Regions from separate parts of the Mus musculus genome. Here regions 1, 3, 4, 5, 6 and 7 are each linked to region 2. Evidence: chromatin contacts called from public HiCAR-type and promoter capture Hi-C data. All regions are on one chromosome and are shown on one strand. The core of a region is the stretch at or near the end of the contact, and the rest is flanking DNA. Distances in the headings are between cores, read along the strand shown.

What was found. Promoter capture Hi-C pulls out the DNA fragments that hold promoters and counts their contacts. HiCAR-type assays count read pairs that join an accessible place to other places.
Region 1: a contact with region 2 is called in a promoter capture Hi-C map of embryonic stem cells, with 5 times the contacts expected there. The contact joins the promoter of Fam20a here to the promoter of Cep112 in region 2. A contact is called at or near these places in 7 of 39 promoter capture datasets (the 3T3-L1 cell line, embryonic stem cells, hippocampal neurons and 3 more), 1 of 115 datasets of contacts at active chromatin or transcription factors (astrocytes) and 1 of 9 other capture datasets (embryonic stem cells).
Region 3: a HiCAR-type map of astrocytes shows a contact between it and region 2, with 8 times the contacts expected there. The contact joins the promoter of Abca8a here to the promoter of Cep112 in region 2. A contact is called at or near these places in 1 of 39 promoter capture datasets (the 3T3-L1 cell line) and 2 of 115 datasets of contacts at active chromatin or transcription factors (astrocytes and pancreatic cancer cells).
Region 4: a HiCAR-type map of astrocytes shows a contact between it and region 2, with 13 times the contacts expected there. The contact joins the promoter of Prkar1a here to the promoter of Cep112 in region 2. A contact is called at or near these places in 8 of 39 promoter capture datasets (the 3T3-L1 cell line, 3T3-L1-derived adipocytes, the HPC-7 cell line and 5 more), 6 of 115 datasets of contacts at active chromatin or transcription factors (T-cell acute lymphoblastic leukemia, astrocytes, embryonic brain and 3 more) and 2 of 9 other capture datasets (adipose tissue and liver).
Region 5: a HiCAR-type map of astrocytes shows a contact between it and region 2, with 12 times the contacts expected there. The contact joins the promoter of Amz2 here to the promoter of Cep112 in region 2. A contact is called at or near these places in 10 of 39 promoter capture datasets (the 3T3-L1 cell line, cranial neural crest, embryonic stem cells and 4 more), 1 of 15 datasets of contacts at CTCF or cohesin (large pre-B cells), 4 of 484 Hi-C or Micro-C datasets (embryonic stem cells and muscle stem cells), 8 of 115 datasets of contacts at active chromatin or transcription factors (T-cell acute lymphoblastic leukemia, astrocytes, embryonic forebrain and 3 more) and 4 of 9 other capture datasets (adipose tissue, embryonic stem cells, liver and 1 more).
Region 6: a HiCAR-type map of astrocytes shows a contact between it and region 2, with 14 times the contacts expected there. The contact joins the promoter of Slc16a6 here to the promoter of Cep112 in region 2. A contact is called at or near these places in 11 of 39 promoter capture datasets (the 3T3-L1 cell line, 3T3-L1-derived adipocytes, cranial neural crest and 6 more), 3 of 484 Hi-C or Micro-C datasets (all in embryonic stem cells), 11 of 115 datasets of contacts at active chromatin or transcription factors (astrocytes, embryonic forebrain, embryonic stem cells and 3 more) and 3 of 9 other capture datasets (adipose tissue, embryonic stem cells and liver).
Region 7: a contact with region 2 is called in a promoter capture Hi-C map of pre-B cells, with 12 times the contacts expected there. The contact joins the promoter of Wipi1 here to the promoter of Cep112 in region 2. A contact is called at or near these places in 16 of 39 promoter capture datasets (the 3T3-L1 cell line, 3T3-L1-derived adipocytes, the C10 cell line and 8 more), 1 of 15 datasets of contacts at CTCF or cohesin (large pre-B cells), 5 of 484 Hi-C or Micro-C datasets (embryonic stem cells, muscle stem cells and uterus), 4 of 115 datasets of contacts at active chromatin or transcription factors (astrocytes, embryonic stem cells, forebrain and 1 more) and 3 of 9 other capture datasets (adipose tissue, embryonic stem cells and liver).

The regions. Positions count from the first base shown.
Region 1 is chr11:109,719,768-109,723,606 of GRCm38.p6, reverse strand. Fam20a (family with sequence similarity 20, member A) reads left to right here and starts at 1,369. Exons shown (of 11, transcript NM_153782.2): 1 at 1,369-2,295. The coding sequence starts at 1,892.
Region 2 is chr11:108,423,901-108,427,448 of GRCm38.p6, reverse strand. It overlaps Cep112 (centrosomal protein 112), which reads right to left and starts at 2,183. Exons shown (of 27, transcript NM_001373899.1): 1 at 2,098-2,183.
Region 3 is chr11:110,093,638-110,097,421 of GRCm38.p6, reverse strand. Abca8a (ATP-binding cassette, sub-family A (ABC1), member 8a) reads left to right here and starts at 1,485. Exons shown (of 39, transcript NM_153145.4): 1 at 1,485-1,559.
Region 4 is chr11:109,648,769-109,652,223 of GRCm38.p6, reverse strand. It overlaps Prkar1a (protein kinase, cAMP dependent regulatory, type I, alpha), which reads right to left and starts at 1,275. Exons shown (of 11, transcript NM_001373913.1): 1 at 1,151-1,275.
Region 5 is chr11:109,424,318-109,428,308 of GRCm38.p6, reverse strand. It overlaps Amz2 (archaelysin family metallopeptidase 2), which reads right to left and starts at 2,363. Exons shown (of 9, transcript NM_025275.4): 1 at 2,279-2,363; 2 at 1,734-1,823; 3 at 1,212-1,339. The coding sequence starts at 1,223.
Region 6 is chr11:109,472,341-109,476,039 of GRCm38.p6, reverse strand. Slc16a6 (solute carrier family 16 (monocarboxylic acid transporters), member 6) reads left to right here and starts at 2,442. Exons shown (of 6, transcript NM_001029842.2): 1 at 2,442-2,792. The coding sequence starts at 2,548. Arsg (arylsulfatase G) reads right to left here and starts at 2,666. Exons shown (of 14, transcript NM_028710.3): 1 at 2,619-2,666.
Region 7 is chr11:109,609,288-109,612,864 of GRCm38.p6, reverse strand. It overlaps Wipi1 (WD repeat domain, phosphoinositide interacting 1), which reads left to right and starts at 1,476. Exons shown (of 13, transcript NM_145940.2): 1 at 1,476-1,632. The coding sequence starts at 1,553.

The DNA of each region.
Region 1 (3,839 bases), core at 120-2,619, 1.3 Mb before region 2:
GGAGGCAGAGACTGGACGGTCTCTAGGGTTCACTGGCCGGTCAATCTGGTCCCAGAGAAAAAACCTGCCTTAAAAGCATCAGTGTGGATCAGTGGCTCCTGAAGACTAACACTCAAGGTTGACATCTGATCTCCCCAAGCACACACACACACACACACACACGGGCACACACACGGGCACACACACGGGCACACACACGGGCACACACGGGCACACACACGGGCACACACACACACGGGCACACACACACACACACACACACACACACACACACGGTCACACACACGCACTTCTATCTAAAGATGAGAGGACAGCAGCTGCCACAAGAAATAGTTGACCAACTGCCGGGAAAACTCCAGTGTTAACCCACAAGCTACAGTGTCTCAGAATGGAGACTCCAGCAAGAACCTGGAGATCCTTAACCAATGAAATTAGCATACATAGGCGCTTTGTTGCCCAGGCAGGCAACAGCTGGGGGGAAACAGTCTTTTCCTGAACATTCTCCAGGGTGGGGCCACCTCTCCAGGCAGACTCGCATTTACTATGCTCCCAAATTATAAAACAGAGAAAGCCAAGGTTTCAGGGCTGCCCTCCCCTGATCCTCAGAAGGAAGGAACACGGGGTGGAGAAGTGTAAATGACCTCACAGGATATCAGGAGAAAGCCTAAGTAAGCGGGTCCTCCAGTGATTCATTTGGGTGGACTACTTTCACACCAAGCTACATTCAAGAGTTCGGAGTGGGGTCATTTGGGGCCCCTCCCTCCCTGCCATTTCCTCTTTTCAAAGTACTGGAAGATTTGGAGTCAAACTCCATCCAAACAGGAAATCACCCAGGTTCTAGGTTAAGGGGAGTGGGAGGGGCTCTTATTTTTTAAAGGGCAAGCTATTTTTGTGCACCACGTGAGTATCTTCAGAGCAAGTGCCTACTATGTGCTGGTTGCTATGAATCCAGTTTATGCCCTGCAGCGAGTATGCTGAGAAATGAAATCCAAACCCCCAGACACACATCTGGCAAAGCTTACAGAAGAAAGGCTTTTAAGGGTTTGCATTGTCCCCCCCCAAAAAAAAAAACCCTAAAAATGGAAATGAAAGGCTCAAGTCCACCTCTCTTGGGCTCACCAGGATGTGTATGAAGAGCCCTGAGCAAGGAAAGTGGGGACAAAGAGGAGGAGCCGGAGGAGAGGATTGATGACAAGGTGGAAGGGCAGAGCCGGCAGCAAAGGGATTGGGAGTTTGGCTGGCAAGCTATGCCAGAGGCAGGTGCCAGCTAAGAGTGGGCGGAGGTGCGGGCGCCAGGCCAATCCAGGCAGCGGGGAGGCTCCGCGTTACCTCTGCCTCTAGGAGTCTAGGCGCAAAGACAAGCTCGCCCTGAGTCGCCCCTGCTTTGTCAACTCTGCGTTCCCTCCGCTCCTGCCAGCCCGGGGCACAGGAGTCCCTGCCGCCTGCAGGAGGAGCCGCTGGATCTGTCTCAGCAGCTGCGGAGAGACAGCATCCTTGGAAGAGACGCCCCGGGCTACGCAGTCTCTCCAGCCTCCTCCTAGGGGGCGAGAGCTCCTTTGCGCTCCCTCCAGTGATCGCCCTCTACACGGCCACCAGAGCCAGCACTCCTCCACGGGACCTCCCCACCTGAGCGGTCCCTGGCAGAGGGGGTCACAGGGCAAAGAGACTCAAATAACAACCGGGTAGCCAGGGAACCCCAACCCTGCCTCTCTACTGGGCAAGAAAAGACGACGCTGTCAACACTGTGAGCTTCCTGCACGCGGTCCCCAAGTTCAGGGAAGACACCCTTCCAGGAAGAGCTAATCCCCTGTGTGAGCATTCCAGCCTCCTCCGGACTCCAGGAGCTTCTTCCGTCTGCACCCCAAGTGTTTCCCGGGTGTCCGCTTGGGCCATGCCCGGGCTGCGCAGGGACCGCCTGCTGGCCCTGCTGCTCCTGGGCGCGCTCTTCTCCGCCGACCTCTACTTCCACCTCTGGCCGCAAGTGCAGCGCCAGCTCCGGCCGGGCGAGCGCCCCGCCGCCTGCCCGTGCTCTGGCCGCGCCCCCTCCGCGTCTCTACACTCAGCCGCAGCCTCCCGAGACCTTGGCACAGCCTCGCACAACTTTTCAGGAGCTTTGCCCCGGGTTGAGCATCCCAGCCGCGGCCACCCTGCCCCGCGCTCTAAGCTGCAGGCCCTCTTCGCCCACTCGCTCTACCAAGTCCTGGAGGATCCGCCTCTCCTGGGACCCGAAGACTGGCTCCTGGCCAGCCAGGAGGCGCTGCGGTATTACCGGAGGAAGGTGGCCCGCTGGAACAGGTGAGAACCCTTCCGAGGAACCCCAGCACCGGACTCCCTAGCATGACCCTCCAGGTCCTGGCTACCCATGTCCACTCCCACCCTGGGCTGTGGGAACTTCACTCTGCCGTCACAGCCTGGCACTAGGCTTCGATCCCCATCTGGACGCCCACCAGCTGTAGCAGGCCTTAGATTTCTGAGCAACAGCAAAGAAATGCTCCCAGCCACTCCCCTCGAGTTCCTGGGTTCTCTAGCCAGTCAGTTTCCTGGTCCCAATGCTTTCTCGGGCCTCTTTCGCGCTGTCCTGCTGTGGACAGCTGCTCTGGGCCTGCTGTTTTCCAGAATGAACTTTGCAAACAGAGAGCAGGGCTGGCGACACTCAGCTCTGCTCTTTGGTCAGATCTGACTGTCATATCCCAAAGACCCAGTTTCCCCCCCCCCCCCCCCCCCCGTCCCTGTCCCTCTGCTCAGGGTTGGAGACCAAAGAGGTCAGCTGGAGCAAACTCTGATACGGCCAATCCCTGTTGCTCATTAAACAGGGCCTGTCGGGTGTTTAGGCAATGTTCCAAACTGAAGGCAATTTATCATCTTTTATTATTGTGATGATTTGGGCTGAGGCTACTGGAGAGAAAGGGGTTCGGGGTTCGGGGTTCGGGGGCTGGAGGCCTAGGAATTTTGTAATCTGAAAGCAAAAATTGGAGTTAAATATTAAAGTATTTAGGATAAATCTAAGAGTGTTTTCACAAGGGCATGTTGGATAACGTATCTAGGATAAATTTGTTTTAACAAGAGTGTGTTGGCGATGTTGAGGTAGAGGCTGTTGGGAGGTCCCCCAGCCTAGAGCAGAAAGCCTTCATATGAATTAAGGGCTCTTTCAAAGTCTAGAGCTTGTTGGTCACTTGAATCCAGGGTTCCGTGTTCCTGACACACCCATCTGTTAATACAGAGATTTCAGAGTGAGGTGTCAGGGGTGGTTTTGGAGTCTCTCTGGAAGATGAGAAAGCCATAAATCTCAGTTGAAACTCTGTTGCTAGCCCAATTTAACTGTTTTCTCATTAATTGGTGGGACTAAACCTTGGAGCGGGGAGGGGGTGTGTGTGCAGATAACTTCAGCAAATGGAGAGAAAGAAGTTGAAACTTATTGGCTGAAATTGCTACAGTGAATTTCATTTGCAACCTCTATCTATGGCTGGTGATTTTCTATTAGAAAGTGGTTCTCAATTCTATTGCTAATTGCATGCAATAAAAAGGCAGCTTAAGATTGCTTCTCAAGTGCTGTCACGTTCAATATTACCTTAATTTCATCAATAATGTGGTAGCATTATGGATCAGTGAACTAGGAAATTTGCCCTTAGAAAAATTATCCATAGAAATACAGGCTATGGGCAAAGTTGCTTGCTATTGTAAATGTAGATGTATGTCTGCCTAGTCTCATTTCTGTCGCCTTGAATTTCCTTATGTTACTTGGGCCCTGCAGGAAATTCCAGGGAAATATTTGGGGAGAAAGGCAAAACTCTTCCTCACCAAGCTGAGTAATTGATTTTAAGCTTCTAACAATGTGTAAC
Region 2 (3,548 bases), core at 934-3,433:
AGCCCAGGTCCAAGTGACAGACTCTCTTTAAAATAAGTTGGACAGTTCCTGAAAATATCTGAGGTCAAGTTTGACCCCTGGCCTCCAAATCTGTGTGCATGCCAAACCCACGTAAAAACAGAGCCGGAGTGATACATAGTGAAGCTAAAAGTCTGCTTTTCCTTGCCCCTATTCATTCGCCAACAACAAAAAATATATAAATTAACATCTCAATTTTTGAAGGAATTCCTGCTACACAAATTACATTGTGCACATAAATTATGTCTAGCTGTTGAAAAGGTTTTTATACTATTCCTCAGATCTTTGAATTTAAGGTATCAAGATAGAAAAATAAAAGCCTGGCACTGTGGTGTGTGCTGACTCTTGGGAGGCAGAAGCAGGTATGTCTGTGAGTTCATGGCCAGCCTGGTCTACATAATGTGAATTCCAGAACAGCCAGAGCTATGGAGAAAAACCATTTAAAAAAAAACTGTAAAATAAGTAAAGCTCTATTCTGGCTTAGGATTAAATTACTCATAGTATGCCTTTCACTGATACCGACTACAATGTGACTATTGCATATACAAAAGGAATAAAAAGGAATTCCTCAGAAGGAATAAAAGAAGTTGGGTGGCTCTCCTTTTAGTTATATTCTGTATTTATACTGCCTTTTATTTAACTCATTAGTCTCGCCTTTAAAAAAAATCCATTTCTTTGTGGACAGCTATGAAATATGAAATGGGCTAAGACCTTCTTAGGGTTCCTGGCTGCCACAGAAGTCAGCAAACCTCAAGCAAGCCAGCAATAGTAACATCCTTAAAAAGGAGAGACACACTTCATATGCAGAGCATGCCCCTCGCCAAGCGCAATCTATTCCTGAAAGTTGTGTAAATGCTTTTTGTTCCATCAGATTATATGTTGAGTATATTGTGAAGAATAACACAGAAGCCCTGAAACGCCAACAAATCAACAAGGGTTACCCGGGCACATTTGGGGGTTTTGGTTGTTTTGCCTTTTTTGAAGGAAGGGGGGACAGAAGCCTTCCCAGAAGACACTGGGCTGCCAGCTAAGCTTAATCAGGGAGCCCAGGTCCAAGTGAGAGACTCTCTTTAAAACAAGTTGGACAGTTCCTGAAAATATCTGAGGTCAAGACTATGAGTGTCATAACTGTATCCCGGCATGTCATCAAATGCACCTAACTTGACAGGAACAGTTCCCATTGTCCTTTACAGGCCTGAAGCTGGGGCTTAACAGTGTGCAGGACCTGACCCAAATCCAAGAGACAATCCTGGACCTGAATACTGCACAATTATCCTCCTCTCCGCTTTGCTGGGCATTGGAGAGGTGGTCGCTGTGTAATGAGGTTCACTGGCATTTTGATTGCCTTTTCTATCTTACTTTCATGTATCTTTAAATAGGAAATGCAAATCATAAAAATACCAGCATACTGATGGGGGGGGGGGTACTCAGGAGGCAGAGGCAGGTGGATCTCTGTGAATTCCACTCTGTCTCGAAGATGAAACAAAGGTCAGCGGTCCTATTTATTTGCTCTCTGGATCACTACACTCTATGTCCCCACAAAGGGCAAGGACTCCAGGCTGGGTCCCCAAAGGGCAGGGACTCCAGTCTGGGTCCTTGCAAGTTCACTGTTCATCAGGACTTTCTCGGAGTCGGCCTGCAGTCTGATTCTCCTCCTCTGACTGATCTGACAGCACCTAAGAACTGCAGCGGTCCGGTTCCTGGCGGTCACTTCCTCCGCCCGAGTGGGCACCGGGAGCGGCGCCTGTGTGGCCCACCCAGGCCCGGGCCGCTCTCCTACCTGCTCCAGGACACAGACCTCTTCTCACAACCGCAAGCCCCCTACCTCGGGGTTCTGGGTCCCGCCATGCCGCCTGCCCAAACTTTCCTGAGAACTTTTCCCTGGCCGTCGCTCGGCTGCTGACCCCGCCGGCGCGCGCGCCACACAGGCCGCAAGCGCGGGTCCCGGGCCTGCGGGCGACGCCCCTCCCCGGGCCAACCCGCACGCGCGGGGGCTCCATCCCGCGCAAAATTCCACTCAGAACCTGGGAGTAGGAGGCGGGTGGGGATTGTCGATGGGAGAAACAAGAGAGAGAGAACCTGGCGCCCCAACAAGCAAGCCGTCCACTCGGCCGCCGACGCCCAGCCGCCACAGCCAAACGGTTTCAAATCCTTGCGGGCCGTCCAGCAAACCGGGGGCGGGACTAGCAAACTCGCCTGTCCCGCCCCCTCGAGCTGCGGCTGGCATTCAACTCTGTTGCCATGGCGACGCTCCGGGTTAGGTCTGTCACTGCTCCTCAAGTCCGAGGGGGCGGGAATTTCCGCCCTTCGGGCAGTTCGCATGCTAAGGGCGGAGACTTCCCTCCTCACTGTTTCCCCACCCTCCGAGAAATGGCGCCAGCAAGCAGCTCCGTTGCTATGGTAACTGTCTAGTCTACTGCGCAGGCGCCGAGCTCGTGGTTTTAGCCCATCTCCCCAGAACGGTTAGTTTCCAGGCTTAATCTTCTGTGATCCCTGGACTATACAGTGGATGCTGCATCTTCCTGACTTCTTACTCAGTCGCTTGTGAGCACTTTAAAGATTGAGGAGAAAGAACAAGAAAAACTCAAAAGTGATGGAACTACTGGACAGTAATTGGCAGAAAAGCCTGTCGTTTGAACAGACATCACCGTTGAGTAAGTCCGAAGCATGAAAATTTACCCTTGTTAGTTCACACTCCAGAGGTGAATTATTCAAAACAACGAGCAGGATATTTACATTTGTTATTTAGAACCATCATAAGTCTGAAAACACTAACCCTGCAAGATCCTGAACTGAAATTTAAAAGCTTTCTGTTTAACACTCTGTACAGAATAGTACCATCAAGTAGGGGAGAAAATGTATTTTTGCGCTTCCCAGGAAGTCTGGTGGACCTCGGGCGGTCAACTTTGCTGTGTACTGGTGTTCTTTGATCTTTTACGTTTCTGGAAGCTCTGAACTGGATAATTTAAAATACCAACAGAAACAAAATTTAAATTGTAAAAAACACTCCCTTCAATGAAATGCAGTGTGCCGCTGCTTTTCACCTAAGTTCACAATAGAATCCCTCTGCAGAGTCTTTGCGATGCACTCAGTGTGGTGCCAAACCTCAATTGAAGCACAGCTTGAAGCATCTTTTCAAGTTTACATAAGGAAAGTAGAGGAGTCGCTTGTTTGCAATTAGCTGTTTTCAGCTTCCAGAAGAAGACTACGTTCTTTCAAGGTGCACTTTGGAATCCACCTCCCTGGAAGAGACAGCAATTGTTCATTATTTCAGAGGCAATTTGTACTACAGAAGAAAGAATGCTTTCAAGAATATTTGGTTTCCAAAAGCATTATTTGAGCACACTCGCAGCTGAGCGATTGTCCCACAATCCAGATCGTTGGTACTAAGAATCAGATTGTAAAACCCACGTATGCAGAAATGAGACGAGTCAGAGACCACTTGGAAGAGGTGCACTTACTGATCAAAGGATACAGACTTCCAAGTAGAAGAAAGAAATTCAAGAGGACTAAAGTCACCATTCAACGTG
Region 3 (3,784 bases), core at 236-2,735, 1.7 Mb before region 2:
CCCAGAGCTTTCGAGAGTGTATTCCAACCAGCGATAGAGAAACCATCTGAGAATTCTGAATAGGTAAGGTCCCCAGAGATTCAAATGCATTTGCTTGGTTTATGAATTAAAAATTGATGGGTTAGGTTGTATAATCTTGGAGACTACAGAGAATGTTATCTGAAGTCATAAGTAGTTTTTGAAGACTCGTATTTTCAAAGTTCACTGACACACAGAAACTAATTTTTGGTTTTTTTTTTCTTTCTTTCTAGCTATGAAAACGAAAAAGAATTTTCTAAATATTAGCTGGGCAGTGGCTCACGCTTCCCTTCTTACTAAAATCTCTCTATTAAGCTGTGACTTGTCTAACTCGGGTCCTTTTAGGCTGCCTTACTTTTGGTTTTCAATCTCCTATACGTAGCTGAATGTTGTTCTGAGTGAATGTTGTTCTGAGCCATACTTCCCAAGACCCATAACGTTAGCATTTCTTCTAGGCTACAGTTACCAGGTGTGCCTGACTCACTGTAAAAGGGGCTGCTCAACCCCTCCTCACTCACTTCTCTTGCTCTCTTGCTCTCTTATCCTCTTTCCCCTTTGACCCTTCTCTCGCCATTCCCTGTGCTCATGGCCTCTACTCCTCTCTCTCTCTCTCTCTCTCTCTCTCTCTCTCTCTCTCTCTCTCTCTCTCTCTCTCTCTGTCTTTCTCTATCTCTACTCCCTCAACTCCCCCTCCCCATGCCATGAATAAACTCTATTCTATACTATACTATAACTGGTACCTCAGGGGGAAGGGATGCCTCAGCATGGGCCCCCAGAGGCATCCCCTTCCCCGACACCATATCGCACCTCTACCAAACATACCCTTCGCTGCTGCTTCTTCTTCTTCTTCTTCTTCTTCTTCTTCTTCTTCTTCTTCTTCTTCTTCTTCTTCTTCTTCTTCTTCTTTTTTATAAAACACAACACATAATGTTGAGCACATTTTAAAGATGGAGTCTATTGACTGATTCTGGCCAGAGCAGGAACTGAGGAAATGGACAGGATGGAAGATATGATATAGGAAAAAAATCAAGATATTGCTTTCTAGGCTGTTTGAAACATAATTAGAATATCTGCCTCAACATGGCAGAATAAGTCCAGAGCTCAGAGCCTTTTAAGGGACAATATTTTATTTTATTTTATTTTATTTTATTTTATTTTTTGAAATCTGTCAATTTCTTTTGGGGGAGGGCCCAGAAAAGTTACAAATTTGGACTCCCTCGGCAACACAGATTTTTCTGACACTATAATTAGTCAAATGAGTAGGGTTGGCAATTCTCTGCTGTGGGAACTGGCTGGAAGTCAATAAAAAAGAGATTTGTTCGAGAATGGTCACGTGAATACAGTGCTCAGCAGGCCAAGAAAATTACAACCACAATCTTCCTCCAAAAGCAGTCAGGCTGACTGGGAATGCTCAAAACAGGCAAACAGAATGAAAGCAATACAGATGTGATAGAGACCGGGGAGAAGTAGAACCCATTCTCTTGGAGTGGGGAAACAGAGGTAAGCCAAGACTCAGGATACTTTCTTCGGACATTCCAAATGTAAGTTCCTTTTTGCTTCTGTTTGGTTTGTATTACGTAACTATAAGTGAGATTTCATTTACTCAATGAGAACTTTTTAGGGAGAAGTTATTATTTATTTTTCTGCACAGAGTTTTAGTGTTTCTGGGTTTATTTTCCTGTGGTCTGCAAGGGGAAGTTGTGGGTAGTTTTAAAGACATTGTCATATTTTCTAGTTTTAAGTAAAGATGTGGGAATGTGCCTGTAATGTGTTAGTAATGGTGAGAAATGTAAGCAGGTCTTCTGGAAGCATTTTCTGTGTGAATATGAATGTGAATCTGCTGCCCAGCTGCAGTTAGACACACACATGTGCATGAACTGTACAGTAACTGGCAGGCATTTCCAATACACTTTCTCTCTAATCCTGAGAAGTCTTTAGTATGGCATTTAGAGAAATGCTTTTATGTCTCAGCCTGTTATTCTCAGACTTACAGGTTGTTTGTCTATTTGTTGGTTTTGTTTTGTTTTGTTTTGTTTTGTTTTTAACATAAGATTCTTTCCTGCACGTTTTTATTTGTTGGGTATGATGTATTGAATCATACTGAGGCATGTGCCACTTCACTACAATGGCATTACTTCAAATGTCATACCCTTTGCTGTCGGCAGGAGTTTGCAGTAAACAGGGTTTTGTTGATTGGCACAGAGTCAATAACATTCACTCACGCTGAAGCAAAGCCTTCAGTTTTACTTGTACATGAGCTAGCATGGATCTAGGAACCAGAGAAGGAAGGAAAAGCAAACAAGAGGGACGTTTTACCGAGCTTATTTATGCTGCATGGCTGATTTGCAGTGGAACTCTGAGATAGAGAGTTAGTCTTAGTTCTGGCTACAAAGGGCTGTGGCTGCTCCCTTGACTGGTTCAAGTTATCCCATCTCTCTAAGAATGTTCCCGTTGCCCGGAGCAATTCTTGGGGCTTCTGGACACCCTGACTTAAAACATTTATTTATTTATTTATTTATTTATTTATTTATTTATTTATTTATTTGTTTTTGCTAATACTACATTCTTCTCCATTTGTCAGCCCAAAAGGCTTTCTGATATCTTTTCTCCACCCTTTTGTACGAAGACTTGCCTCTGAGCCTTATTATATAACCATGTGTTGTTTTCTTCTCTGGAAATAAGCTGTGAGTGGCTACTGTGCAACTACTGCCCAATGGGACTGTCCCATCAACTCTACACCTGAATTTTTATCCTGGGAAATAGGCATTTCTCTGTTTGAACTTGTCTCATGACTGGGATGATAGCATCATGCAGGGAAACTTCTATTCTCTATCTGTATGGCAATATCCCAATATCCCATCACAACATGGTCGACCAGTTTTAGGCAACATGTTGGTAAAAAGGTTATTTCTACCAATTATTAAGACATAAGAGCCAGTTGGCACAGACCATCATAGGACACCACAGTGGAGTCAATGGCCATGGCAAGCCTCCCAGAAAAGTGATTTCTCGCTAAAGTGACTTGATTGTGTAATTCAGTCTAAGCAAGCCCTTTCCTTCCACAGTTTAAAGTCTTAATGAACTTAATGAAGAGTTACCCTGCTTTGTTTTCTTTTATGTGCAGCTTCCAGAGAGGCTGGAGAACTCGAATAGTGTGTGATTTCTTGGTGGAGGTATGGGAAGAGGTTAAATTTAACTATGCTCTGAAACTTCTCTTTTCAGGGAATGTTCTGCTAGAGTAAAATATCTCTATGAATCCCCACATTGTGACCGTTAACTTCATGTGCCTGCTTGGCTGAACTATGGGACCCAGCTATTTGGCCAAATGCTCGTTTAGATGTTGCTGTGAAAGTATTTTTAAATGCAATTAACATTTAAATCAGTACTTTAAGTTTTTTTTTTTTAATTATTTTTTTGAGGTGGGGTAGGGTTGTTGAAAGGGACGCTCATGTGATATATATGTGGAGGTCAGGGACAACTTGAGGAATCAGCTCTTTTCTTCCCACGTGTGAGTCCCAAGAATCACACTAAGGTCTGTAGGCTTGGTAGCAAGTGCTGTTAACATTGAGCCATCTTGCAGATTCATCAATATAGTATACATCAGTAAGAAAGCCATTCAGTATTGTGAGCGAGCTTCACTTAACCACACGAAGGCCTTGCAAATACGTCTGAGGTTCAGCCGAAGATATGAAATTCTCCTCAGCTTTAAAAAGCAGAGGCTCCAGCTTTTCTCTTTCACAGTCTTGTATGCAAGGCTGAGACGGGT
Region 4 (3,455 bases), core at 26-2,525, 1.2 Mb before region 2:
TTTTAATCGGGTATGTCTTGGTTCCACGTTTGTATTTACTTTTTAAAAACCCCACAACTTAGCTTCTCTCCAAAACAAACACTAAAACCATCATCACTGCATCGAGTATTCGTAAGAAGGGGGATTCTTGAGGAAATTCGGTTCTGATGACACTCTTGCTTTCAGAAGGACTATACTGGAGGACATATTTAAACCGCCTTTGGGAGCCTGTTGCTGACAGGGCCCACATCTAAAGGATGCCAAGTAACACTAACACAGCCTGGGGGGTGGGGTGGGGGTCATCATCTAAATGCGAGCCTTCATTTCTCTGCTCAAGAAACCTATCTATCCTGGCTCCCTCAAGTCATCGGCTGTCCCCACACCCGCTCTGGGCTGGAGTTAAGGGTTAACGGGCGCCGCGTATTTTCACGAGGGAGGGCAGGAAAGTGCCCTTCACTTCACTTAGGCCACGGTCATGATCACTGAGAGCAGCAAGACGGCCCCTCATCCCCCACCAGGCAGGAGGCCGCAGACGTGGAGTGGAGCGGAGCGGGAGGCCTGGGGAGGCTGGGGTGGGCGGTGGTGGGGGCTGGAAAGGACGAGAAGTGTTAGGGGGACAAAGGGAAATGGAGCTAGGCTGAAATCACCGAGCGGAGGGGTGGAGGGAGACGAGCCCGCGAAGAGGAGGGGGGAAGCCAGGGCAGAAGAAACGACTGGGCAGAGATGAAGACTACAGCCGAGTGGCGAGGCTAAGACCGAAAAGCCATGGCGGATTCCGGTTTAAAAAAAAAAAAAAAATACCGAGCTCTTGTCCTTCAGGAAGTGGGGGAGGGAGGACGGGCGCCGAGGCCGCGGCGCGCGGGGGCGGAGGCGGCCGGGGAGCCGAGGGCAGCGCAGGACCGGGGACCCGGAGACACTCAGGACGGGGGCGGAACGGCGGGGGGCAGGGGCGGCCTACGGCCCCGCGGGGAACGGTGCAAGGGCGGACCCCGGGGGACAGTGCGAGGCCTGCGACAGGCCCCGAGGCCGCCTCGGAGGCGCAGGGGGTGCGGCCGTCCCCCCGCAGCGCGCTCCCCGGGGCGCCATCTTGGCTCGCTCCCGCGCCTTCAGGGACGCGCAGCGGAGCGCCGCGGCCGGCGACTCCCCGGTCAGGCCTCGGGCCCGCACTCACCTGAGGGCGGGCGGCGGCACGAGCAGGGGCTAACGCAGGGCGAGGCGGCCGGGGTGACCGAGCGTCCAGCGGGCTCAGCTCGCAGCCTCACTACCACTCTGCGATAGCGGCTCGGCGACGGCTCCACCGGAAACCAGCCGACCGCGGCCAATCAGCGTTCGGCTGCTGACGTCAATGCGCCTCGCTCTGGCCAGGGCGGTTGCCTTGGCAACCTTAAAGGCGCAGACGCCTAGGATCCTCCTCCAACCCCATCCCCACCCCCCTCAAGCCCACCACCGGCTACTCCCACCCCCTACCCTTAGCCCGTCGTCATCTAGCTAGAACCGTTCTCTTGCAGGGCACCTCTCCATCTTTATCTTGTCGCGTATACGTAGCCCCTTCATCGCTCTCATCTTTTTCCTTCTCTTTCTGCTAACCCGTTTCTGTCTCCTTTATTGTCCCTTCCTTACCAGGTGTGGTGGGGGGTCCTCTAGATTGTTTAGCTGTTCGGAGATCTCAGCCTCTCCTCGGTTCCTCGGTGGCTCTTGCGTCTGCCTCCCTCCACGCCTCTGTCTTTTCTCCCTCCCTTCGACCCTCCTACCGCAGACCCACGTGGGACGATTCGGTGACAGGTGGGCGACTCCGCCCTGGGTGCTATGGGACGGCAGGGAGGGGGATGGGGTTACAGGACGCTGGGCGGACAAGGAGATCCCTGCTGTTGGAAGAGGAGGAGGCCCTAGCGGATCTACCACAGCTGAGCGCAAGCGGATGCTGAGATGCTCCTGATGGACAGAGCGCGCATCCTGTGTAGACCCCCGCAATACCCGGGGTTCCGGACTCGGGCCTGTCATCCGGTCCAGGAAATCTGAGCCCCTATCAAGCCTCTGCTTGGCTAATCTGACTACTGTCTCCACAAGTGAGCTGTCATCAATGGAGGCCCTACCGTGCCTACAGAAGCACCAGATGTAGGGAGACTTCCAAGAGGAGCCCGGAGTCCTGATAATGCCCTAGCCTCCTATTATGCCAGACTGCGTCATGGGCAGTACAGACAGATGGGCAGATCAAATCATTGACCAAGCAAGAAATCTGAGCTGCATGAGAAAACAAGAGAAAAGGCGACTTCATTATTCCTTCAGTCAACTTTCCCCTTAAGTATGTGAAAATGAAAGCAAGGGACACAATTTTAGGCATATGAATTAAATAAATAAAGTGGGCCTAAATAAATACATAAATAAAATAGGCCCCTGCAGTGTGTGGTTCTGAGTAGCTGCAAGGTGTTGACAGCCTCATCGTGTATGTGCTAGGGCAATGTGCGTAGAAAATATCACGGATTTAACACTTAGTACCAAAAAAGGTTACAATATCTCCTGCATAATTTTCACAGTGATCCCCAGTTAAGATATTTGGGTTAAGTGGTGTTTGTAAATTTCACCTTTTTAAGCCTGACTTTGTCTTGGAATACCCAGACTATGATAAGGGCTCTGAACATTAGTTATGATTACCCCCCCTAGTAGTCAGAGGAAGGAAGGGGGAAGAGAAGGAAGCCGCTCCCTCTGCAGCCTCTCACCAGGATGTTGATCAATGGCTTCTTTTCCAGAGATGGGTAGAGTGGAAGATTAAAGACCGAGTCGCCATCATGCAGGCTTTCCCCCTCTCCAGTGCTGATAAACCCAGCCCTAAGCTGGCAAACGGGAGAGGGAACTGGATAGCACTGAGCATGCCCGGTCGTGTTCTGAAGAAAGGAAGGAAAAAAAACAAAACCACCCACTGCAGATAAATCTGTTTGTTTTCATGCTTTGCCATCTCCTGTGAGGAACTTAATCTCCTGGAGCTTCATTTTCCTGCATCTCGAAGGGATAACTGGGACTGTATTAACACTGACGAATAAAAGCAAACAATCGTAGAGCACCTACCTCATGTGTAAACTGCCCTAGATGCTTCAGACAGATAATCATTCCATGATGTTATCGTTTTGGAAAGAGCATGACACAAGAGGTTGAGTGGCCATAGCGTGTGTGGGTCAAACCCAGGCAGTGATTGTAGATTGACCTCCTTTGAAGCATGCACCCACCCCCCCAAACACAAACACACAGTGTCCCCCACACGATGTAGGAAACATTAAATGAGAGTTTTCTTCCTATTCCTCTGCCTTCCTAAGGGTAAGATTAAGTGTGAGTGATTTTGGTGTCCGACCTTAGTGTTACCTTTCCAAGGCAGCCAAAGAAGCCAGGTTAGAAAAAGGAAACGAGCAAGCTGGTGACATGGAGCCTGATGTTTGGAGTGACAGCTGCTTCCCTGCTAAGACCTGGCTGTGTGTCCCCCATTC
Region 5 (3,991 bases), core at 1,114-3,613, 1.0 Mb before region 2:
CTATAGTTGTGCTTTACTTCAGATTTCAGTGAAATTTCAGATTAGTAATTGTGAAAATGGCTACATTTACACAGTATGTTTATTTTTATAAAACACAGCTAAGTGAAAGAAAAATAAATTCACTCGTATATTTTGGTGTTTATATTACTGTGAAAATTGTATTGATGTATTTATTTTCGACAAAAAAGTAAGGATTCATAGTATCCTGTAATCTTGTTACAATTTAATTCTATGCCAATACACGTATTTCTACAAGCATATGTATTTTAGAATCCACATGTAATTAATTCTAAGTGGAAGAATTCTGATTGACTTAATTAAAAAGGTTGTTTTTAATTTTAATTTTTCTTTCATTCTCTTTCTTTCTTACTTTTTTTTTTCTTATTTCCTCTGTGTAATAATGCTTGCTGTCAGCCGGGTGTGGTGGCACACGCCTTTAATCCCAGCACCTGGGAGGCAGAGGCAGGCGGATTTCTGAGTTCGAGGCCAGGCTGATCTACAAAGTGAGTTCCAGGACAGCCAGGGATACACAGAGAAACCCTGTCTCAAAAAAAAAAAAAAAAAAAAAAAAAAAAAAAAATCCAAAATAAATAAATAAATAAAAAAGAATGTTTTCTCCGCGTCCAATCAGTTTATTGGGGGAAAGTAACGAAAGAATTAAAAGGAAAACCATTCATTCAGACCATTCTTGTATCTCCCACTGAGCCTGCTGTTCCCATCCTAGTAACTACTGTCAAGTTGGGCATAGTGCCGACACCTGTAAACCAATACTCAGGAGACAGAGGCAGGAGATTGAAAGTTGACACTCAGCCTGAGTTATATAGCAACATTGTCTCAAAAACAGTAACTAACAGCTCCTTTTTTTGGTTTTTCAAGACAGGGTTTCTCTGTATAGCCCTGGCTGTCCTGGAGCTCACTCTGTAGACCAGGCTGGTCTTGAACTCAGAAATCCGCCTGCCTCTGCCTCCCAAGTGCTGGGATTAAACGTGTGCACCACCACTGCCTGGCTAGCGGTGACTCTTAAATCCTACTGATGCCCAACGTCCTCTGTCATTTGAAAACAATCATAATATTTTGAGCTGACTCACTTTGTCCACAGGATCAACGGCATCCCTTCCAGTGTCACTCAAAGATATTCAATAAGGAAAAGAGTAATGGTTCTGTTATTTAACTGCAGGTTGGCAAGATCCATCTCAGCCCCTTACGCTTACCTTGTCAGCCATAAGACACGGGGGTAGATCTAAGATGACCAATGAGACGCCATACTCATGGTGACAGGACTTTCCCCATTCCTATCAAGTCCCTACGTGGCACGTTCATCCTTCATACCAAGCAGACGCTTTTTGAGTGAGAAAAGAAAAAAAAGATGAATGTTTCTGTCCATTTAGTTTGTGTTTTCTAATTGAGGGCCTTTTCCATTTTTGTTTGTTTGGTTGGTTGGCTGGTTTTTTGTTCTGCTTTGTTTTGGGGGTGGGTTGGGGGGTGGGACAGGGTTTCTCTGTATTTCTCAGTTTATTAACGACTGATTTTGAAATTTAAGCTAACTGCTGTGCTCAGTGAACTTCTGAATTCTGGAGCTCAAGAGGGTGACACTGACTAGAAAGGATCCTAGAGACTACGCTGAGTGTAGCTCATCTCGGTACTGCACATCTGGGCTGAGATTTTATTTTTACAGGATGAAATTTAAAAAGAAAAAAAAAATAAATCACCATGGCCCCATTCAGTCTACCTACCTTTATAAAGGAGAAATCTCCAGCTGCTGTTTTTCCATTTATGTTTTTCTAAGGACAATGCATGTCTGGCAAAGGGGTGTGGCCTTCACCCTAATAAAAGAGACAGAGTGGAAAGTCAGAAGGCCTCCACATCCTAGTCCAACGTGGATGGTGTCGCTGAAGAAGTGTGCAGGGAGCCATCGTACAGTCACTGCAGGGACCGGGGGCCTAAGATGCTTCGGTTCTATAACCGGAACATCTCCCGCCAAGTGGGTCTCGCCAGACGTGCTAGCTGGTTGCCCATAGCAACTTGCACGGCCGGTGCAGACGCCACCCAGTCTCTGCTTGAGTCAAAAGTGGGGGGCCTCCCCGGAACTCAGAGTTCGCGTCTTCTACCCAGGGAGCAACCGGAAAGGCCCGCGTTGTTCCCAAGAGACATCCTGCCCCCGAGGTCCCCTCTGCTTCCGCCGCAGCCATCCCTCCCACCACATCCGCTCCTCCCCAACGATCAACACCTTCCTCCTCCTCCCCTGCCCAGCCCTGACGGTTCCTCATACCACCCTCACCCGGACAGGCCTCTAGGCCGCCCTCAAGCTGCCACGGTGGTCCTAGCACGCATGCGCCTCGCGCGGACGCACCTCACCCTTTCACGCATGCCCCGCCCACACCGCCCACTAGCAAGACCCGTCTTCCCGCCCCTCAATCGTCGCCCCGCCTCCTATCTGCGCTCTTCCCTCCTAAGGCTCCTCCTCCAAACACTGAGCCCGCCCCACTCCTCCAGAAAGGCCCCGCCCATGTGCTGTAACCCCGCCCCGAAGGCGTGACCTCTGTCCATTTCACAACACTCACGCTGTGTGTGGTTGACTAAAGTAGTAAGGGGGCGATGTAGTGTCGGACAGTCCCCAGTCGTCGCTGTTTCGCGTCGGCCCTCACGGGGGCGCCGCGACCCGCTCCTCGCGGGCGGTGCAGGGTCACGGAACCACCTGCCGTGGGCTGAGCCTGAGTAATTTAACCACTGGGTCCAAATAAGTCAGCCGTGTCCGCGGCTTGACACATCACCCGCTTGGACTTTCCCTTCTTAGTCGGTTTGCCCGACTGTCGCGGCCTCACCGCTGTCAGGAAGCAGGGCTGCATCCTAGGGCGTGGGGCATAGGGTTGCCTTTGGTACTTGGGGAACTAAGAGCTTAGAGCTCGGACCCCCAGGAGACTCTGGAAGGGGAAACCCCAGGGCCAGATCTCCTGATCCCCGCCCCCAGCATATACCTATTCAATCCTTTTGCATCTCTGGGCGCTTCTGGCCCCAGGAAGGTCAAACAAGGGGATGATGCCACTATTTTATCAACATCCTCTCATCCTTGGAAGTTAAAGACTGCATACCCCACATGTCTGTACCCTTCTTCCTACCCAACCCCCAAACTTTTTGCTCTCTTCTTGCCTTGTGCACACTGCTCTAATTATCCTTGCCCAGTTATTATAACAAGGCTCATATATGTTGTCCTTACTGCCCTTACCAAGTTGACAAAAGTGGCTTATTTGGGGAGGGTCTCCTGTCAAGGCTGGCCTTGAACTCACTATGTAGCAGAGAATGTTCCTGTGTCTGACTTCTGAGCACTGTATACACACATACAGAGAGAGACACATACATGTATATTCTTTCAAATTTTCATACTTCGGTTATATTTCCCCAGGACCCCCTCTGATCCTCTTTCTCCTCCCATGAGGTCACTCCCCAACAACCTGACCATTTTTTTCTCCCGGGACATTTTTAATCAGCTGTAGACATGATGCCCCTTTAGTGTAAATACTCCAGAGCATGCTTCTAAACAAGCAATTTTTTCTAAGTAGTCACAGGACACCTACACTGGGAATTCCTACCAATCACTCTGATTGCAGTCTAACACCACAAGGTTCCTGCTTTCCATTTTTCTGTGTGCACTCCCTTCCATACTAATGAAAAGTCTGTCTCCCACTATTCATAATTTACTTCTGCATTTAACTGCTCTGTGGTACAATATGCACTGAGGGTAATTTCAGAATAACTAATCCATATCATTGCAGACAAATAGTCCTGCCAATAATCAGAAATTATTCATGGTCCCGTGTAGCCAGAGGATGCACAGTAGGCTTTGCAGTTTACATCATCTAGGTGAATTCTTCCCTACTCAGTCCAGCACCACATCTGACCTGAAACTTACTAGATAGCCTAGGCTGGCCACAGATTCACAACTATCTCCTGCCTCAGCCTCTGGGGTGGTAGGATCACAAGTATGCATAATCAC
Region 6 (3,699 bases), core at 1,193-3,692, 1.0 Mb before region 2:
TGAGGAAGGGAGAAAAACAGGGGCTTTCATCTTTTCCCTGGATCACTAGGCTTCAAGGGAAAAAGGTGAGGCCCGGCTCTGACCAGCAAAAGTCATCAGCCTGTGGCCAGCAAGGCTGGATTCCAGCCACCTCTCCTTATCCAGACACCAGGGGTCCAAGTCAATCTGCCTCATCTCTACAAGGGGAATCATTGTACCACACCAGGACAAGCCAAACCTGATGGAGCGGACCTATAATTCCAGCACTTAGGTGAATTCCGAGGATCGGGAATTTAAGGTCATCCTCATCAGATTTTATCTCAAAAACCCAAATAAGTCAGGCATAGTGGTCCATGCCTTTGGCAGGTCTGAATTTGAGAGCTGCCTGGTGGCTATCCTGGAACACAGAGAAACCCTATCTGGAAAAACAAAACAAAACCAACACATCAAATCACATGGGTGCTACTTAATTCAGTATCGGAACCAACACAGATGTAAAACAATGAGTTATAATAAAATAGCAATAATACACTTTTTTTTTTTTCAAGACAGTCTTTCTCTGTGTAGCCCTTGCTGTCCTGGAACTCACTTTGTAGACCAGGCTGTCCTTGAACTCAGAAATCCGCCTGCCTCTGCCTCCAAGTGCTGGGATCAAAGGCGTGCACCACCACTGTCCCCGTGAAGTAATACATTATTAATAATTAATTCTACCTGGCTGCTGTTACTGCCCTCCACAGCCTGGTTTTATCCAGTCATTCATTCATTGATGTCTAGGACTTTGGGCACTATCTAAGTTTTAAACTCAGAGGTTGAGAAAACTCAAGAGGTAGGCATCACGGCACATGCCAGCGTTTTCAGTGCTTGGGAGGCACAGTCAGAAAGATTGCAAGCCCAAGATCAGCTGAGCTCCATCTTTAAAACGTGTCTTAAAATCGTGCCATTTCCAGCCAGGCAGAGCGTATTGTGCCTGTAGTCACAGCTACAGTGCAGGATGAGGCTGGTGGACGGGTTGAAGCTAGGCGGTGCAGACCAGTTACAGACAGACCTTGGTTAAGAAAAAGAAGCCTGCGACAGGCGGTGGTGGTGCACGCCTTTAATCCCAGCACTCGGGAGGCAGAGGCCAGCCTGGTTTCAAAGCTGTCTTGAAAAAACCAAAAGAAAAAGAAAAAAGAACCCTGCGATCCCATCACTTTGGAGGCCGAGACAGGAGGATCTTCAGTTTTAGGTTAGTCTTGGCTTGGCTAGTGAGATCGTGTTTTTTAAAAACAAACAAACCAGGATTTGGGGGGGGGGGGGTCAAATATAAGTTTGAAGCCAGCGTGGACTACACCTGTCTGGGATGGGGTAAAGGTTTAATTATTCCCACAAATTTGCCAGTTATTATTCAGTGGTAGCCTGGCTGGACTACAGTGACCAGAGTAACACACTCTGCACCAATACACCTGCCTCCTCACTTAGCCACACCAGAGCCTATTGACAGCACTGGGTGACTGCATTCCCAAATCCTGGGGGAAATGACAGAGCAAGGAAAGGTTTTTATTAAAATTTTGAACCGGTGCTCCTCCCGGTGGGTGGCGACCCTTCAGGCACACTCCCAAAGTAGGTTCTCTGCAGTTTCTAACATCAGAAAGACAATCTCTGAGCCACAATCAACCGACGTGGGTTGCCTAAGTCTGAGGGGGGAAGGGGGGGGAATGCAGAGGAACAGGGCTTTTGCTGTGAGGCAGTACCCAGTTTTTCTCCAGAGGTGTGAGATGGAGTCCAGGAAACCAACTTTGCGCCCCCTCTGGCTCTGAACAGTCCCTAATCCTCAGACACGCGCTGTCCTCAGGAATAACTCGGGCTTCTCCGGAAGCATCCATTTAGTTCATAGTGACCTTTGGGATCAGGGGGCTTGGAGGTTTGGGGGTCTCGATCCCCCCAGAAGCCTCCTGGGGGGGGGGGGGGTTAAGGCTGCCGTGCACCTGTGCTCACGCCGCCTCCCGCCTAGGCGGGTGCGCGCGCACGGAGAAGCGGAGATGCTGACTCAGCCAGGCTTCTCCCATCTCTTTCGCGCAGCGCGGATGCTGGCGGCTGGTGGCTGCTGCGGCTGCAAACAAGGCAGCACGGGGAGGGGAGGCGGGGGAACACGACAGTGCACCGGCAGCAACCCAGCCGCGGGCTCCTTAGGGCCCATTGCGGCACTTCCCCCCGCATGCCCGGAAGGGGAACTGGCGGGGCGCGCGAGTTGACGAAATTTGGGGGGGAAGTGGTCTCTAGAGGAGGAACTCGGGATCCCGCGCGTGCTCCGCTCACACCCAAACTGGAAGGAACCTGTTCAGTCCGGGACCAGGGACGCGCGGGACCAGCCCAAACGCGCGCCTCCCCTGCCCTCCCAACCCCCCCTCCCCAGCCTCCTCACTGGCTCCCCAAATCCTCAGGGCGCGGGCGGACCCGGGAGCTGCGCTCGGAGAGGGGGTGCAGGGGCGCACTCGGTCGCCCCGGGCTCGATCGCGCTCCCGCTCGCACTGCAGCTAAGTGCCGGGGTCCGATCGGGCCGGGATCACACGGGCACGCGCGGATGAGGGGATGAGGGCGTCGGGCCAAGGACCCCAGAGGCGTCGGCGGGGATGGGCGACCCGCGATGACAGCGCGGTTACCTTCCGTGACCCCCAGCCCCGGCAGCCGGCAGGCGGGGCGCGTGCCTTGCGCGGCCCCGATCCACGTGGGCCCGCGCGCGCGCACCAGGCCGGCCCCCTCCTTGCAGGCGCTCGGCGCTCCCAGCACATGGTCGGCGGCGCGCCCCCGAGGCCGGCGGAGACCGGCTGCAGCCGGTATAGGATAAGAGATAGGCAGAGAGAAGCGGGGCCGGGGCGCGGGCGGCGGCACGCACGGCCCGGGAGGAGGCGACAGGGTTGGGGGGCGGGGGGAGGGTGTGGCTCGGGTGGCCGAGGCTGGCGTGGGTTGGGGGCCAGGGTACTCCAGGCTCCCCGCCCGGAGCCAACTTGATAGAGACTCTGGCCCACGCCCTAAGGGGTTAAACCTTTTTCTCATGTTACGGAGCGGTTTATAAGAAGGCTCCGGAGGCCCAGCCTCCGCCTTATTGGGTGCCTTTTGGGGTTTATTCTCTTCCCTTCTAACTTGGTGAGTTGGTTTTATTATTTTACACGCTTAAAAGTTTGATTGTGGGGTATGGGTGTTTGTTTGTTTGTTTTTTAATATGTGTTGGGGCCTTTTTTTTTTTTTTAAGGGCGGGGAGGAGGAAAGCTTTTAACATTTTAAAGAGGTTAATCCGAAAAATATTCTGACAGTTGGGAGTGTTCGGAGCCACTGGGATGACGCGCTCGGGCAGTTGTGGGCAACTGAGAGTTGAATGTCCATGACCCTAAGTATAGATGGGTTCCAGGAAATACCTTAAAGGGTGCCCTGGCCTTTGATCGTCCCCAACCCGGGGTGAAAGGAGCCAGGCTGTGAGGCGAGTCCGGCGACCGTCTCAGACCCTCTCTGGATTTTCCTCATGAAGTTGCCGGCGCGTCAGCAGAGCGAAATGTCAGAGAGGTACCTTCCTTCCCCGGGCTCGCGCGCGCACCCAAGGCGGCCACTGAGGCAGCACGAGGGAAAAGTGGAACTTCGGGTCTCCATCCCTGTTACCCCCCTCCCCAGGGCGGTCCCGGAGAGAGACAGATTTCCCTTCGGAGCGTGGGTCCCACACCTTGCCGGGCTGCACTGTCACCCGCTTGC
Region 7 (3,577 bases), core at 227-2,726, 1.2 Mb before region 2:
GTATGATGGTTCACCCCATGATCCTATGACCTGGGAAGCCAAGGAAGGAGGATCAGTTACCAAGTGCTTGAGGATCGGTGGACTATAGCTTGAGACAATGTATCCAAAATAAATAAATAATAAACAAGGTGGCTGGATATGAACCGAATTGCCACAATCTACAGAACTGTGACACCATTATCATCATAGTAATAATAATGGCGATGATGAAGATTTCAGAGGCTGTAGAGATGGCTCAGCAGTGTTTTTACTGATGAGCGGAATTCTGTTCCCCAGAACCCACACCAGGCACCTCACAACCAATTGTATACAAGCTTGGGAAGCAAATCTCCAGTTTGCTTCAGAATGCATCTCAAACGACATGAGCTTCAAGCTGTACTGTCTTGTACAGTATTCTAGTTTCTCTCCTTTCTATACAAATCGAATGTCTGGTCAAATACTGCTGAGCAAAGTTGTATGATAACAAGTCCTGAAAGAAGACCCTTTCACATGCCGCTGTGTATTGTTGGTTTTAGATAATATAGTCTAGCCAGTGCTTTAACCGGGTTTTCAGTAAATCGGGTAGGAACATACCAAGGTAATATTGTTAATGTAAGGGTCGGGGTTAGCAAGAGCTCTTTCTCAACTGTGGGGCTGTATGTGGCTTCTTAATCGGCTGGGGATCTTTTTCCGAGAAGCTTAAGGGCTCTCCAAAACGGCTGGACTTTGATGTCTACTGATTTCAACTACAACTGCTGTAAGCTTAGCGGGCGGGCAAGGAAGCAGGCGTCCGCCCGCCTCCTTGGCGTTGTCTCCGACGCTAAGGCAGGCTTGAAGCCTGAAGCTCCACTCCTCCTCCTCACCCTCTGGACGCTCTGGCAATGAAAACACCACCACGTGGCCTGCTGCCTTTGCCTCGCGCACCTTCGGCCAATGGCAAACGGTTTCTCCGACTAGGGGGCGGGTCGTCAACAGCTGTCCCGCCCACTAGCCCTATTGATTGACTAAAAGAGTTGGTGGCCAATCCTGGCTGTCTGCGGAAGGCTCTGTTCGGTCAGCAGTTCTGTTCCCAGTGATAAAGAGGCGGGGTGGGGACAGAGACGGCCTGGAGAGGGGGCGGGGCTACCAAGCTAGGTAGAAGGAGGCTCGGGGCGGGGCCTGGTTGGCTCAGGGCGGAGCTAGGGCTGTGAGGGGGTGGGGCTAGGTGCCCGAAGTGGAGAGGGCGAGGCTAAGTGGGAAATGTGTAGGGCGGGTCCTGAAGGTCCCAGGCAGGGCTAGAGCCGAGAGGGGCGGTACTTGAGGCAGGGGCGTGGCCTGGCTGTTTTAGGACCCAGCCGATTCTCTGAAGGAGGGGCGGGGGTTTGGAGTGGGGCGGAGCTAAATGGGAATCGTGTAAGGGCGGGGTCTTACGATGGAGGGGCGGAGCTAAGTGGTATCTGAGTGGGCGGGGTCTGTCTGGAGGCGAGCCCGGGGCGGGACCGACGCGGCAAGCCGGCCCACGGAGCCGGCGCGGGCGGGCTGCTGAGGTGGCTGTCCCCCGCTCAGAGCTGCGGCTTCTCGGGTCGAGCCCCCGATGGAGGCCGAAGCCGCAGATGCCCCTCCGGGCCGAGTGGAGGCGGCGCTCAGCTGCTTCTCTTTCAACCAAGACTGCACGTAAGCCACGGCGCCAGCCCCCTGGCCAGGGAAGTGGGGGACAGAATGTCGCCACCAAAGGGTGTTGTCCTGTAACGCAACTGGTGGCTAGCCGGGGCCTGCGCGCCGATGGTACCTCGGCAGGGCAGCCTGTGTCGCGGCGTTGCTCGGCTGTAGGGGTTTGAGCCCACCCAGACGACTGCCAGCCAGCGCCTGCCAGAAAGAGCCGGCTAGGGTGACCCAAACAAGTCAGCAAGGAGGGCGGAGGGGGGACCTTGAATGTGGGGGAGGGACTTGGTGTGGGCCACCTAGTGACCGAAAGGGAGATCAGGGACCAAAACAAAGGTGAGGGAAGGGAGGAATGTGCAACTTGACTCAAGAGGGAGGATGCAGAGAGTCGGAAAGATGAAGAAAAACTTTACCATTTGTCCTTGAGTATCTCAACGTGGCATTTGGGCAGGGCCTCGGACAAACAGTCAGTCTATCCCTGTGGCCCGACCAGCCCCAGCACTGGGCATCTTGGCTGGTCTCTTTGGCCGTAGGAAGCTTTTCTTTATTTGCCTTTCTGTGTTTACTCGCTGTCCACCCAGTCCCAGGAATCTCCTGGAAGCTCAGGAGCCCTTTCTCTGCCCCAGACAGCTTCCCATCCCTGAAGCAGGCGCTCCACCCTGTTGCTTTTAAGTGGCTTTTTAATGTTTCACTATGATGGTCAACGTTTAGACTTTGGTCCATAAACAAGGGATTGCTTGCCTGAGTTCTAGGCATCTGCAGGATTGAATCTTAAGACACAAGCTACTGTTTTCTTCCCTGTTTTTGTGCAAGCCAGCCTGGGGACCATATGGATTAATCTCTTTGGAATGTGGAGCCCTGAAGCATCAGGGCAGGGATGACCACTTCCCAGTGTCCCACTTCCGGCTGTACCAGTTTCTGCTCTGTTCCTGGTTTGGGCTCAGCTTCAGGCTTGTGCCTTGGCTGCTGCTAGCTGAACTGTGCTAATATTGAACATTCATTCGTTGGTGTAATTAAGGCCATAAGCAGCCCTGGTTTTCATTCCCTTTGTGTTTCTGTTTGAAAAACCCCTGCTCTGAACAATATGTCTTTGTTTGAAAAATCTGTGTGTGTAATCATATAATCCAGTAATTCGACAGCTTGGCTACATGAGTGACTCTCAGGCTGCCTCTGACCACAACCCACAATAAAAAAGTACATCTTACAACATCTCCCCATAGCCATAGATATGTAATATGCACAAACTATTAAGTGGGGTACCTTGTGGCATTTTCTTGGGATTTTGTTCTTGCTTGGTTTTAACGTTGTCTCATGTAATCCGGACAGCCTCAAGTTCCCTAGTAGAGGAGGATGAATGTCAAAGTTTCATCCTCCTGGCTCACGTTCTGGAATACTGACATTACAAGAAGTACCATCACACTCTGTTTGTATAGTGCTGATGATGGAACTCAGGGTACCCTATACATGCCAGACAAGTCCAGCCCCATTTCCTTGTGTGATAGGGTGAGCAGGGCAGGGGTAGGGAGCCTGCAGGGTACTGAGCCTAAGACCCAATGTCTCAGTCACCCTGAGCGAAGACTCAACCACCAAGCTATATGCCAGCCTGCAGGCACTGAAATTAGTATGTCTTTGTTTTTAAACCTGTTGAGTTGTTTGCGGGATTATCTCCTAAGAGGAGACTTAAATGCATGAGAGAATAGATCAAATTCTGATGTTTTGTAAGACACTTTTGCAAGAGTGTTCTGTTGCACTGCCTGTGGAACACTGTTCACCAGAATGTCTGTTGAAATGCTGGACAATGTTTTCCTTCCCAATTGAACACGGGTTAAGGAGGTGGGTGTAGTTTGATTACAAGCAGTAAATCATCTAAGTTATACTTTGTGATTGGATTTGGAAAACAACTGTTGTTGTCCACTCTACTTATTAAGCAATACAGAGTAACAGCCAGATAAGAATG